Regions from separate parts of the Mus musculus genome. Here region 2 is linked to region 1. The links are chromatin contacts, called in public Hi-C maps. All regions are on one chromosome and are shown on one strand. The core of a region is the stretch at or near the end of the contact, and the rest is flanking DNA. Distances in the headings are between cores, read along the strand shown. Region 1 has its middle 26 kb from the start of Pdha1. Region 2 has its middle 100 kb from the start of Phka2.

Region 1 (6,408 bases), core at 2,415-4,914:
AAACTTTATAGGCCTCAGTACAGGGGAACGCCAGGGCCAAGAAGTGGAAGTGGGTAGGTAGGTGAGTGGGGGTGGGGAGGGTATGGGGAACTTTCGGGATAGCATTTGAAATTTGAAACGTATATAAAGAAAATATCTAATAAAAAAATTTAAAACCTACAGAATGAAATGAAGGGTCTGTTTAAGATAGTATTTAAAAAAGAATGCTTAATAATAAAACAGTGCAAAATTTATGCATGAAAACCCAGAGAACTTTGTTAAAATAAATTAAGATCTAAACAAACAAAAAAAAACCCAAACAAACAAACAAAGAAGAAAAAGAAGAAGAAGAAGAAGAAGGAGGAGGAGGAGGAGGAGTAGGAGGAGGAGGAGGAGGAGGAGGAGGAGGGGCTGGACGGATGGTTTCATCATCAAGAGCACTGGCTTCCCTTCCAGAAGACCAGTGTTCAATTCCAGCATCCATAAGGCTGATCACAGAGGACTGTAACGCCAGTTTTAGGGGATCAGACAGCCTGTTCTGGCCACCAAAGGTACTGCACACATGTAGTGCACAGACTCACTGGTAGGCATCCATACACATAAAACAGGAAAGAAAAGATAAAGACATTTAGCAATGTTTTAAACAAAGGAAGGAATTCAGGGAAAAAGTTAGGTTTGATTGTAGTTTCAAATGCCACAGAAACGTTTTCTGGAATGGACTTGTTCTGGAACTTGTCTTTTAAATAAATTGGTCACCAGAAGAACTTGGGGGAAACTTTACACACGAGACCCCCATCCCCACCTCCCAATGACCCAAGGTTCACTCCAGGTGCCCCGTATAGATTTGGTGAAGGCCTGTCACAAACAGACCAGAAGTCACTCAGGAAAGCCAGTAACGAAGCACCCCTACCTTCCTGCTACCAAGCAGCTCTTTCTGGGTCTTCAAGGTCACTTCTTCCTGTTCTGTTCTTCCTCTCTCCCCCATGCAAACCTGCTCTACTTCTAAGTCAGAAATCCCATCTCCATGTCCCAGCTGGCTTATCTTCTGACAACCCTGAAATTCAAGGTTATTCACGGTCACAGTACTTATTTATGTCTGGTTTCCCTCTGTAACTTCTTTTCTGTGTGTTGAAAGAAAGGTTATACTTTTTCCCCCTGAACTGAAGCCTCTTCTCATCTGCTGCCCGTGAGCCTCATGGAGTCAAGGATAGCTACGAATGTGGCTCAACACAGATTTTTTTTTTTTTCCGAGACAGGGTTTCTCTGTATAGGCCTGGCTGTCCTGGAACTCACTCTGTAGACCAGGCTGGCCTCAAACTCAGAAATCTGCCTGCCTCTGCCTCCCAAGTGCTGGGATTATAGGCGTGTGCCACCACTGCCTGACTAATACAAAATTATAATCTTACTTTGAACATTATGAGAGCTGGGTGCTGCTGCTGGTGGCGGCGGCGGCGGCTGCTGTAGCAGCAGTCACAGCGTCTGCCTTTAATCCCAGCACTCAGAAAGCAAAGGCACTTCACTCTAAGAGTTCGAGGCAGCCTGGTATACAAAGTGAATTCCAGGACAGCCAAGACTACATAGTAAGATCCTGTCTCAAAACAAAACAAAACAAACAAAACAAAACAAAACAAAACGACAATAATGACAAAGTAAAAACAAACAAACAAACAAACAAACAAGAAAACCATTATGAGATATTTTGTAATTCTCTTTTCTTGTGATGTGATTGTTCAGTTCCTTAGATTATACTCTGTAGATGAAAACATCATGTTGCACTGTCCACAGGTTGGACATGTCTGGATGGTGTTATAGGCATCACCCACAGATGAGGGATTTGAGAAGAGGCTACATAGGACCTGGCTTCCCATAGTTTAGCCTTGGCCCATGGGCTACACTGTTCACAAAGCTAGAATTTCCAGGGGCTTATTGAACATGATGCTCTAGGAAGGTGCCCAATGCCCTAGTTCCTGGCTATTAGCCTATTTCAAAATAAAAGTGGACGCACAAGGTCCTCGCATTTGTGACCTCTGTCATTAGTTGCTATGTCATTCCCCAGAGTTTTAGCTCTTAGTTGTCTCCATAACTTTGCCAAGTCTTGAGCACCTCACACTTCTGCCTCTCTTCACCCAGAGCTGGCTTCTCCAACACCGGAAGTCACACACATGCTGCCCATCGGAACGCGGAGTCATCACATCAGCCCATGTCGCACATCATCTCTCTGACTTACTTGATACACCATTGTTCTTGTGTCATGTGAGCGCTTTCTCAGCCTCGTTCTACCTGCTCCCCACATGGACATAAAGGTTCTCTTACTAGTCAATATTGTTCTTCCCCTGCTGGGCACTTGCTTGTCCTTTCCCACTGTTAGCAGAACAAAACCCCAATTTCTTACCAGGATGCCTAAAGTCTTTGTACTTAAGCCTCAGCTCACATCAGCAGCTAAAGACAGCTTATCCCCATGACTAAGCAACTCGATTCTACCTGACTCTGTATGTCTGCTCCATGGAATTATCGGGATTTCAGGTATATGGCAGTATACATAGTGGGCTCCCCTCACTAGAATAGGTAATACCTTGTGAGTGTTGGTGTCTTGACCATTGTGACCACCTCAGATCCTACCTAGAATGGTGCCAGGCACAGAGGAGACACTAAAGATGTACAGGACAAAGGATTCCTCTCCATTCAGGTTAATTCTCATATCACAACACATGGAGGATTTTAAATATTTGTATTCTCTCTATCCACAAACCCACAATTCATCACTGCAGACTGTGGTACTTAGGAAGATTCTTAGAGCACTTTGGGAATCCCATTCACCTAATATTCTTTGGGCACTGGGAGAACACAAGAGAAATGAATGTCCCCCAAACTATCATGACTTACTCTAGCTTTGGAAAGTGTAGACTTCTTAGGAACTACTGTACACAGAGAAGATATCCTTATCTGAGTTCTGGAGTGTATTTGCTGTTCTGTGGAGTTGACACAGTGGCTTCATCTGCTGAGATAAAGACTTTTTTTTAAATAAATAAATATAAAACCAAAAATTACTTAAAGTTAGAAGTTGACATAACATTGGCCTCTTCAAAATGATGAATAAAAGTATGCAAATAGCAGAATGATATTAATTCCCTTCATGGATGCTTACTGGTATATTTTATAATTCAGAAATTTTAAATAAACTTTATTATTAAAAAAAACCCTTTCAAATACAAAAAAAAAAAAAACCCAAAAAACCAAAAAAACAAAAAACCCACATGCACCAACGGAAGGCATACCCAAAGTCTATGCTTGGAATAGGAGGTGAGCAGCTTTTTATTCTACACTTTTACTATTGAATATATTTTAGAATGTTAGGTTCTCTTAGATGAGTGATCCTCAACCGGGAGTGAGTCTGTCCCCATTAATCACATAGAAATGTCTGGAGATATTTTTGATTGTTATCATCACTAGGTGAGGAAGGAAAGTGGACTGAGCAACAGCCTACAAGGTGGAGAACAGTCAGTGATATAGGCCACCCTCTTCCAGAACTGTACTGTGCATTCAATTGGCACTCCACAACAGCAAGGGACCGGGCCTTGAGAAGGGCAGGTCACTAGCATGTCAGCTTTCTTCCATTCCCAAGAACAGCAGTATTTGATGAGTCATCATATCACAACTCAAACAAACTTCGCCAAGGGAGAAAGTATTACAAAAATAATAGTGGATGCTTGTCTTAGTCACTGTTCTAGCATTGCAAGGAGACACCATGACCAAGGCAGCTTATAAAACAAAGCATTTAATTGGGAGCTTGCTTATAGTTTCAGAGGGTGAGTCCAGGATCATGTGAGATATGGCAGTGTTTGCCCGGTCCTTGAGAAGTTCCTAACTGTACATGTTTCTACCTGCCCATCTCACCTGTTCCCTGAGGAGACCTTGGTGGATCCAGGCATGTGCTATATTTAGAATTCACTCACTGAGCTCAGCATTGGTTTGTTTCAGAGGCCTTTAGTATAGGTCTTTGAAATGATGGCTTGCAATGACTCCCCCGTGGCTCTCCCTTTCCTCTCATCAAGGTCATGTTTTCTCTAGTCCCTTTACATCCTTGTGAACTTTAAACAAAACCCTATCAAGGTACATTAGCAGGATGCAGATCCATCTCTTGTCCTAGTGGAACCCATTTGTGCTCTCTGTGTCAAAGCCACAGAAAATGAGACTCACTCAAGCTTTCCAAATGCCAGGAGGGCAACCAGAGAAGACTGCTAATCTTTCAAGAAATGTCTGTTATGAAATGTCAATGGCCCTTATTGTGAAACCTTAACGATGATCTTTAGTGTGGAGCTTATTAGTTTTCAAGGCTCTTCCGTAGGAGGAACAGTGAACAGCTTCTCTAGGGAGGATGGGATTTTCTATCCCAGTTCTTCTGTCTTATCCATTCATTTCTTCCATTCCCAAGAACAACAGAATTTGATGAATCATGGTATTACAATCCAAACAGAGTTTGTTAGGGGAGAAAGTATTACAAAAATAACAGTGGACACTTGTCTTAGTCACCATTCTATTGCTGTGAGGAGATACCTTTATTTTGTTTCAGACCTTAGGACAAGCGGCTAAGGTGCATATTTTATACACCAAAGCAGACCTGACCTCCAGGTCCTTTCAGCATCCCTCAGTCCCTACCTGGAATATCCTACCCCCAATCCTGAACCTCCCAGTCCAGAGGCTGGGCTACCTTTCTCCCAGAGATTCTTTTCCCTTCCTTCCTTCCTTCCTTCCTTCCTTCCTTCCTTCCTTCCTTCCTTCCTTCCTTCCTTCCTTCCTTCCTTCCTTCCTCTCTCTCCTCTCTCTCCTCTCTCCCCCTCTCTCCCTTACCATGGTAACTTCCCTGGGGCCAGTGAACTCACGGCTTAGCATTTTCCTGTTCTAGTTTCATTTATGATGCTGTGAGAAACTCTCTCTCTCTCTCTCCCTCTCTCTCTCTCTCTCTCTCTCTCTCTCTCTCTCTCTCTCTCTCTCTCTGTGTGTGTGTGTGTGTTGTATGTTATCCCAAATTTTAACCCATTAGTGTGGATAAGTCAAGACAGGAACTTCAAATAGCTTAGTCACATCACATCCCACCCCAGCTGAGAGAAGAGAGAAATGAATTCCTACATACCTACTTGTTTACCTGGCCTGAACTCAGTTTCTCCATTCCTATACAGTTCAGACCTCCTGCCTTGGGAATGGTGCTGCCCAGGTGGGCTGGGTCTTTTCACATCAATTAACTAACAATCACCCATAGACATATCTGTCTACAGGCTAACCCTGTGCAGACAGTCTTTCAATGAGACTCTCATTCCAAGTGATTCTCGGTTGTATCAAATTGGCAATTAAAGCATCATACCATCATACCTATCCTCACAGGGTTAAGGTCAGGAGTGGACTCTGTCTGCTGGATCCTCATTGCCTCTTCTCTGCGGGCATACTTAAGGTTATGTGTCCTTAAAGATTTTATTTTTATTATTATTTTAAATTGTGTGCCTCTCTCTCTCTCTCTCTCTCTCTCTCTCTCTCTCTCTCTCTCTCTCTCTGTGTGTGTGTGTGTGTGTGTCTGTGTCTGTGCATGAGTAATTGCACACGTACTTGGTGTCTGGAGAACATGAAGAGCACGTCAGAGCCCCTAGGCTGGAGCTGCAGACAATTGTGACACAGACACTGGGAACTAAATTCCATTCCTTGACAAGAGTAGTGTGCACTTTAAACTACTGAATTGTCTCTCCAGCCCTGGGTTATATGCTCCTAATCTGATTGTGGTTCAAGAAATTATTCTATTTATCCAACAGCACTTACTGATCATTTATAATAAGTTGGACCCTGGCGAGAGGATAGTGAACGTGCTTATAGGCACAGTCTGACAGCTCTGAGCACACAGGCTGTGAGGGTTGCTCTCAGTTCAGAAGAGAGACAGCATCAATAAGTAATTACCCAAAGGTATGAGGACCCAGCAGGGGCAGCCTGTTCTGCCTGAGGAGTTTAGAGAACGAACACTCACTGAGAAAATGGTAATTATGCTAGGGATTAAGGAACCATAGACATTCAGTGGAAAGGGGGAGGGGAAAGATCACCCCTGGAAAGATGCTGCGCTGTGCAAAGGCTCACTGAAAGCTGACCAAGTGTGGAGGATTCAAAGAATAGCAGCTCTCAGTAGCTGCAGATTAGGGGATTTGAGAAGGAGCTGGGTGGAGTAGGATCACAGAAGAGAAGGGCCTGGGAAAGCAAGCTGAGGTCACATCCTGAGACCTTTTCCTGCCATGCTATTGGGAACAAGTTCCTGAAGAGAAGCTGCTCTCCGGTGTGAACAAGACACTCCTGGAGGGAGTTTGTCTGCGGGGGGCCTGAGGGACCCATAGGAATTTTAGTCCTGCGGAGAGACTGGGATTTTGTAGATGCAGACATTAATTACTAATCTTGGGC
Region 2 (6,408 bases), core at 2,639-5,138, 440 kb after region 1:
AACATATCCACTCATGTACACGTATGCTTGCATACATGGGTATATAGACACATGCCTAGTCTGCCCCTCAGGTAGGACTGCGGTTGCTAGACAGTAGAGGCAGCAATGGATACAAAGACTGGAAACCATCATTGGGACACCATAAACTTCTGTTCCCATCTGCCCTTTCAAGATGTTTTCCTGTTATACACAGCTGATAGATTTCAGACCTCTGATATCCCCCAAGCACCTGTGGGCCCTTCAAGTAAGGAAGCATGAGTTACAAGCTTTGCAGTTGAGGGCTTCGAAAGCTGGAAAGGTTTTGCATTCAGCAAGTTGTTCAAAGGCTGCTTCTCCTGCACTTAAAATAGATGTGCTGGGGTGTTTTTAATTTGATGATTTTTCCCCAAAAGGAGGCATAATAAATAAACGAAAAACAAAAACAAGAGAAAGCAAGCAAGAAATGTAGTGAGTCACTCACTAAAAAAAAGGGAGGCTCTCCCTGAGGAAGGGCAGTCATAGGGAACATTCCAGAAGGTTAGCCAGTAGCATGCACCTTGAAGGGCAGAAGTGGAAATGGGCAGAAACAGTCTGGAACAGAGGACTGACTCAGAGGAGGCCCAGTCCTGTGAGGTGTTTGCCTGGAAAAGAGGGGGCAGCAAAGCTGCAGCTTTATACATGGCACACAAATACCACACCCCATACTCTAAAGCCAGCCTGGGAGTTGGCAGTTCTGTTTGTGGATGGGCAGTCAAGAGCACAGGGTCTTGTCATGGCTCATAATCCCAGCGTGCCCAGCAAGGCTTTTTTTTCGGGCCTCCAAAACACACGAGGTCAGAGAGTCCTGGCTCCATGCCCAGAGTTATACTGAGAGCATTTCTCCAAGTTCCCCAGCTTTCAAGATGTGGAACAACAGCCTACTAAGGTCCTCTCAAAGGACCCACCTGAAGGTCCAAAGAAAAGCAGATAGTGTTTTAGAAACAGCCAAAGCTGGTAACCAGAGTCTCAGATGTAATACAGACACAGTCACCCTAGATACCTTGACCCGAGGTGCCTTTGGCACAGCTTTAAGGGAGCCAGCATTTAGTTTCTGATACAGACCCCAGCTGCAACTGCTCCCTGAACCCCCAATCCTGTCTTCATCAGCAGACAGAATTTCAACCACCTCCTGCTTAGAGTACCTCTGAGTATACATAGTCTCTTGGTGCCTCAGTTTCCTCCTCTCTGAAATATATGGTGATTATACAATCTATCTTTGTGTGTTAAGTCTAGAGGTCAGCAAGACATGAATGCATGCAACAATGAATGCTTAACAATCTTACACTGTTCATGTTGGCCTATGGCAGAAGTTCAAGAGCCAGTTGTAGCTGTCACTCCCTAGCTCCATGCTGGATCTTGCAAGCAAGGCTGCACTCTGAAGGACAGGCCAGGATGATTCCAAAAAAATGAAATTTGCATTCAGACAGGTGACCTTTGCACTGTGCCTATGAATAGTGACTCAGCTTTCCTAGGGTGTTTTCTCAGTATACAAAGCTGATGATCATTTGTATCAATAGAAAGCTTTGGCAGGTCTTACACAGCAGCTAGTAGAGAGAAATACAGTGTGAGACGTTGAACTCTGAGGGCCCCCAAGCTAGCTTGCCTGGTGTGAGGCCAATTTAAGCATCTGCTGTGAACACCTAGAGTGGCTAAGGCCCTGACCTGTGTTCCATTCTAAACACTCCACTCTACCCCTGCAGCCAGGGCAGGGCATGGCACTGGAGAAGGGAGGCACATCCTAACCCCTGCTTGTAGCTTTAACTGACATGCTTTCTTCCTCTTGACACTTGGCACCTAAGGGCCTGTTATTGCAAAGTGGCCCTGCTTTCCTCGAGAGAAATAGGGGTGCTCTTAGATGGGAGAGTGGGGACGAGAAGAAGAAGTGGGTAAAGTGCTTTGCAATCAAGCATGAGAACCTGTGTGTGGATTCCAGGGCCCATGTAAAGCACAAGTCTCTGGAATCCAAGTCCTTCGACAATGAAATGGGAGACAGATAAGGGAATTCCAGAAGATGGGAGGAGAAAGACAGCCAACCCAAATCACTGTGGCCAAATTTATTAAATGATTAAATAAGCATTCTTATTCATGTACAAGGGCTGCCTCCCCCTAAGGTGAGGTTCAAGAAGTCAGCATTGGACATAGGGAATATAAGGGTTTTATAGCTCAGGGGTAGGGGGTTTCCAAATGGAGGACTTAGTGGGCAAACAGGGTTATAGAAGCAGAACATAAGCATGACAAGTTAGTCATAACTTCCTGAAACAACATGTTTGTGAGATGGACATAACTTTTTCAAACAAACGCATGATCATCATTCCTAGAACAGGCAGTTCAGAGCCATTTGTAGTTACAGGTGGGGCATAGCCTAATCCTTAAGAAACAGAGGTTTAATCATTAACAGAAATAGTTTGTCTTATAGCTTTCAAGCCTAATATGGAAGCAGGATTGTTCATCAAGATAGCCTGATGTAGGCAGCAGTGAATAACAAAAAACACCCTGACTCAAACAAGGTGGGAAGCTGGGGCTAACACCAGGGTTGTCTTTTGTCCTTCACATTGTGCCCCATAGCACAGGTGTCTGCACTCACACAAACATGCACACATACACACACATTCTCTCTCTCTCTCTCTCTCTCTCTCTCTCTCTCTCTCTCTCTCTCTCTCTCTCTCCCCCCTCTCTCTCTCTCTCTCTCTCTCTCTCTCTCTCTCTCTCTCTCTCTCTCATCATATATACGGGGTGGGGGTGAAGAATGCAGGAGTGAATCTGAAATTTGTTGGGAAGGAAGAAGGCTGAGGAAGCAGATCTCATCTTTTCTCTGAGCCACTGGACACCCTCAGAACACATGGAGTGGGGTGCTAGACTCAGCTTCCAGGGCCACCTGCAACTATGGGAGAATGAGGTCACGGACATGCAGTAGACAGAGCTGCTTTTCCTCAAGGCTCTGTCCCCACACCACAACCTTGGTGCCCAGTGCCACCCAATGCCAGCAGTGCTACAGAGCACAAGCTCCAGACCAAGCCCTGCATGCTGCCACCTTCAGCTCCACAGTGACTGGCTCCATGATCGCACCTCTGCTTCCTGAGGTTGTTGCAAGAGACAAACATATTAATATTTGTATAGTGCATGGATATCACTTGGCACATAATAAATTGCTTAATAAATATTAAATTTTATAATATAGGTAGGGGTAAGGCTCCTGGAACCTAACATTCAAAGAATTCCTTTTAGAGATAGCCCCAAATGCCTTCTCTCTGTTCCACTCTTGGCAGCCAGCTCCTGCTGCCTCTGAAACACTCTAATAGCTGCATAAGAGAGTGAAAGGTCCACTCTAGATTTGTAAAATGATACCCTTCCCAAGCAGGAGCCCTTGTGTCTTCCACTGCAATGGCAAAGTGCCTGTGAAGTGGATGGGACAGGGTTTGTTTTTCATTTTCTGTCCACTGTCACCAAGCCCATGTGTGGAACCACCCCCAAGCTCATCAGGCAGCCTCGGGGTTCCCTCCACCCTCGCTTGCAGGAGCGTTGACTCAACCCTGTTTCTTTCTCTCAATTGATCACTCCAAACACCCACACTGGGTGCTTGTGAATCTCAACTCTACATGGAGGGGAAGCCCCAGCAGTACAGGCACCCTGTGAGCACATGCTTTTCCAGCACCTTTGGGGGTGCTGCCCCTCACTAAGCCCCCCTGTAGAGACTATCCACTATGCCATGTGACCAATAGAACTGGCAGAAAACCATTTCCAGTGTCCTCTCCCCCTCTCTCCCTGGGAGACATTTTAACTGGCAACAGTGGGGGGTGAGGGCCGGGTGCCTCTGGGGCTCACCGAGGCAGTGGCAGATCTAGGCTATAATTAAACCAGACTGTGAACATATTGTTCATGGAAACCTTAGCAGAACATGAGTCATGTTGGCAAAGTGAATCACACGGCCTCAGAGTTTCCATTTATACTTGCTGAATTGGGGGACTTTATGCCTCAGTTCAGGATTACTGTCCCCTATTTGTTCTCTTTCAGTGACAAAGGCTCAAAGATGGACATTGCTAAGGGGCACTTGAACAGCCAGGAAGAGCACTGAGACTGGGGCTTAGCAGACACTTAACTGAGACACTTAACATTTCCTCATTTCCCGGGATTCCTCCCTGGGGTGGATGGCACCCTAGGCTTGCCAGAGACAGAAAAATAAAAATAAAACAGAGGGAAATATGGCCATTTTGGTGATTATAATATATGCAACTGGTTTTTTTAAACATAAATTTGGAAAAAGAGGAGAATATTGAGGTTCTGGGCTCAGATGGCTTAAATGAAGTCTCATGAATAGCTTTTGGGCAATCCAGAGACCAAGACAGGTATCACATGTAGCCTCCAACATCTACCTAACCTTCCTGGGTCTCTATTTTGTCCTCAGTGAACCAGGAGCAATGACAATAGCCTTTTCCTCACAGGATGGCTAGAAAATGTTAGTGAGTGATGGGAAGGCTGAGAACGGTGCACAGAGGACAAGCTGAGGGTCTGCTGCTTTTCATCATTTGACATCAATGTCACCAGCCTTTCAGTGACATCACTGAACACCAAGGGAGCTTTGCAGAAAACCATGGTCAGGAGACTGGGCATAGGTGACATTCCCAGGGGAGGAAAGCTACCAGGGCCTTCCCTGCACCCTAGTTAGTCAGTTTTGCTATGAGCAAGGAAACATACATTCCATCACACACGTTAGCATCAAGCCTGAGCGAGACTCCTTCATGCATTCCCATGGTACTCTGCTACACAGGCATTCTGAGAAAAGGGAACAGCTCTCTCCCTTGAGATTTGCAGGGTAGGGTCTAAAGCAAATAGTGATGAGTGGGGAGTTGTCTGCCACTTTGGGTCATGCCAGGCTATGGACTAAGAGTCCCTACAGCCATGACAAAGCCACCCTCATCACTCAACATATTGGAGGCACTTCTAGTTCTAACACTGTCACTTCATTTGGGTCCCTCCAGAGGTGGGGACTGTTCCAATGACAGATTCCCTGGAAGCCATTTCATATACTCAGACCCAACATGCAAGGGACCTCAAAGAAATGAGAGCCCTGCCCTAATGAGGGGCTGCTTTATCATCCTCTGTTTCCTATGCTGTGGACAGTTTTTATTGGCCCAAGCTTCAAGTGATGAATTAACTTCTCCTCTTGTAATTTATTAATTGGAGATGAACATAATATCCAAATGAAGTTTCCATTTGGTGTGGGGTAAATGGTGTTCCCAAGCTGAGGGAGCTGGGATTCTTGCCAAGAACAAAGAACGGTGACATTTTCATTGGCCCAAGATAATCTTATTTGGAGCTCCAAGGACATTCTCTGAAAGGCTTATGGCAATATCTGACAGGCTTCCTTTAAGATAACCTCCATCGAAGTAGTTCAGGGACCCCAGGAAGGGAGTCATGTGGCAGTGTAGGGATGTCCTCTGATCTCACCATAGGATATTCTTACATAAAGACATCTCATACATGTATTCTTCTGGAGAGGAAGGATGCTAGGGACAAAGCCTAGAACACAGTTCCAAGGTAGACTACCTACTCTGACAATCCAGACTCCACTTCATGGTGACATTAGAGGTTCCCCCAGAATTGTCACCTTTTTAACCCTCTAGACACAGACGCTAAAGTTCTGCCCTTGGCCTAAGAAGCCCCAAGTCCCAGGCTAGGAAAACACATTCCTAAGACAGGAAGTCCAGGACCCTCCTAAGGGACCACCTGAAGAAAACAGCCAACTGCCTAACAATTCTTCCTTACCAGTCATGTGGGTCCACTGAACACTGGCAGTCAGTTATTTCTACAGTATATGCTTAGTACCTACTACTATGCTGTGATGGTTTGTATATCCTTGGACCAGGAAGTGGCACCATCTGGAGGTGTGGCCTTGTTGGAATAGGTGTGACCTGGTTGGAATGGGTGTGTCACTGTGGGTGTGGGCATAAGATCCTCACCCTAGTTGCCTGGAAGTCAGTCTTCCACTAGCAGCCTTTGGATGAAGACATAGAACTCTCAGCTCCTCCTATGCCATCCCTGCATGGATACTGCCATGCTCCCACCTTGATGATAATGGACTGAACCTCTGAACCTGTAAGTCAGCCCCAATTAAATGTTGTTTTTTATAAGACTTCCCTTGGTCATGGTGTCTGTTCACAGCAGTAAAACCCTAACTAAGACATGTGCTTACCTCCTGATATGCTGGTCCCCAAATATGCTCTACCTAATATCTTATCACCTTCTGTGCTCATCATCCGATATGCTTACCACCCAATATGCTTATTTACCTAGTGTGCTCAGTCTGGCCCATCCAAGACGATAGGTGATGTACCAGAGACACCCAACAATGTTGAGCTAAACTTGAGCCAGGTTCTTTAATGAGACATGCTT

The links. A called contact is a pair of places that touch in the nucleus more often than the background predicts.
Region 2: a Hi-C map of embryonic fibroblasts shows a contact between it and region 1, with 4 times the contacts expected there. The contact joins two enhancer-like sites. A contact is called at or near these places in 5 of 15 datasets of contacts at CTCF or cohesin (embryonic stem cells, large pre-B cells, pro-B cells and 1 more), 37 of 484 Hi-C or Micro-C datasets (the Ba/F3 cell line, the C2C12 cell line, the G1E-ER4 cell line and 9 more) and 2 of 115 datasets of contacts at active chromatin or transcription factors (extraembryonic endoderm stem cells and trophoblast stem cells).

What each region holds. Positions count from the first base shown.
Region 1 is chrX:160,160,832-160,167,239 of GRCm38.p6, forward strand. No RefSeq gene overlaps it. Among named protein-coding and RNA genes, the nearest start is that of Pdha1, 26 kb to the left of the region's middle. Within about 2 kb of position 3,665, at least 11 of the 459 cell types and tissues checked have an H3K27ac peak or open chromatin away from gene starts, as enhancers often do. A contact at or near this core is called in the C2C12 cell line and embryonic fibroblasts, where this site is marked.
Region 2 is chrX:160,600,548-160,606,955 of GRCm38.p6, forward strand. No RefSeq gene overlaps it. Among named protein-coding and RNA genes, the nearest start is that of Phka2, 100 kb to the left of the region's middle. Within about 2 kb of position 3,889, at least 85 of the 459 cell types and tissues checked have an H3K27ac peak or open chromatin away from gene starts, as enhancers often do. A contact at or near this core is called in the C2C12 cell line and embryonic fibroblasts, where this site is marked.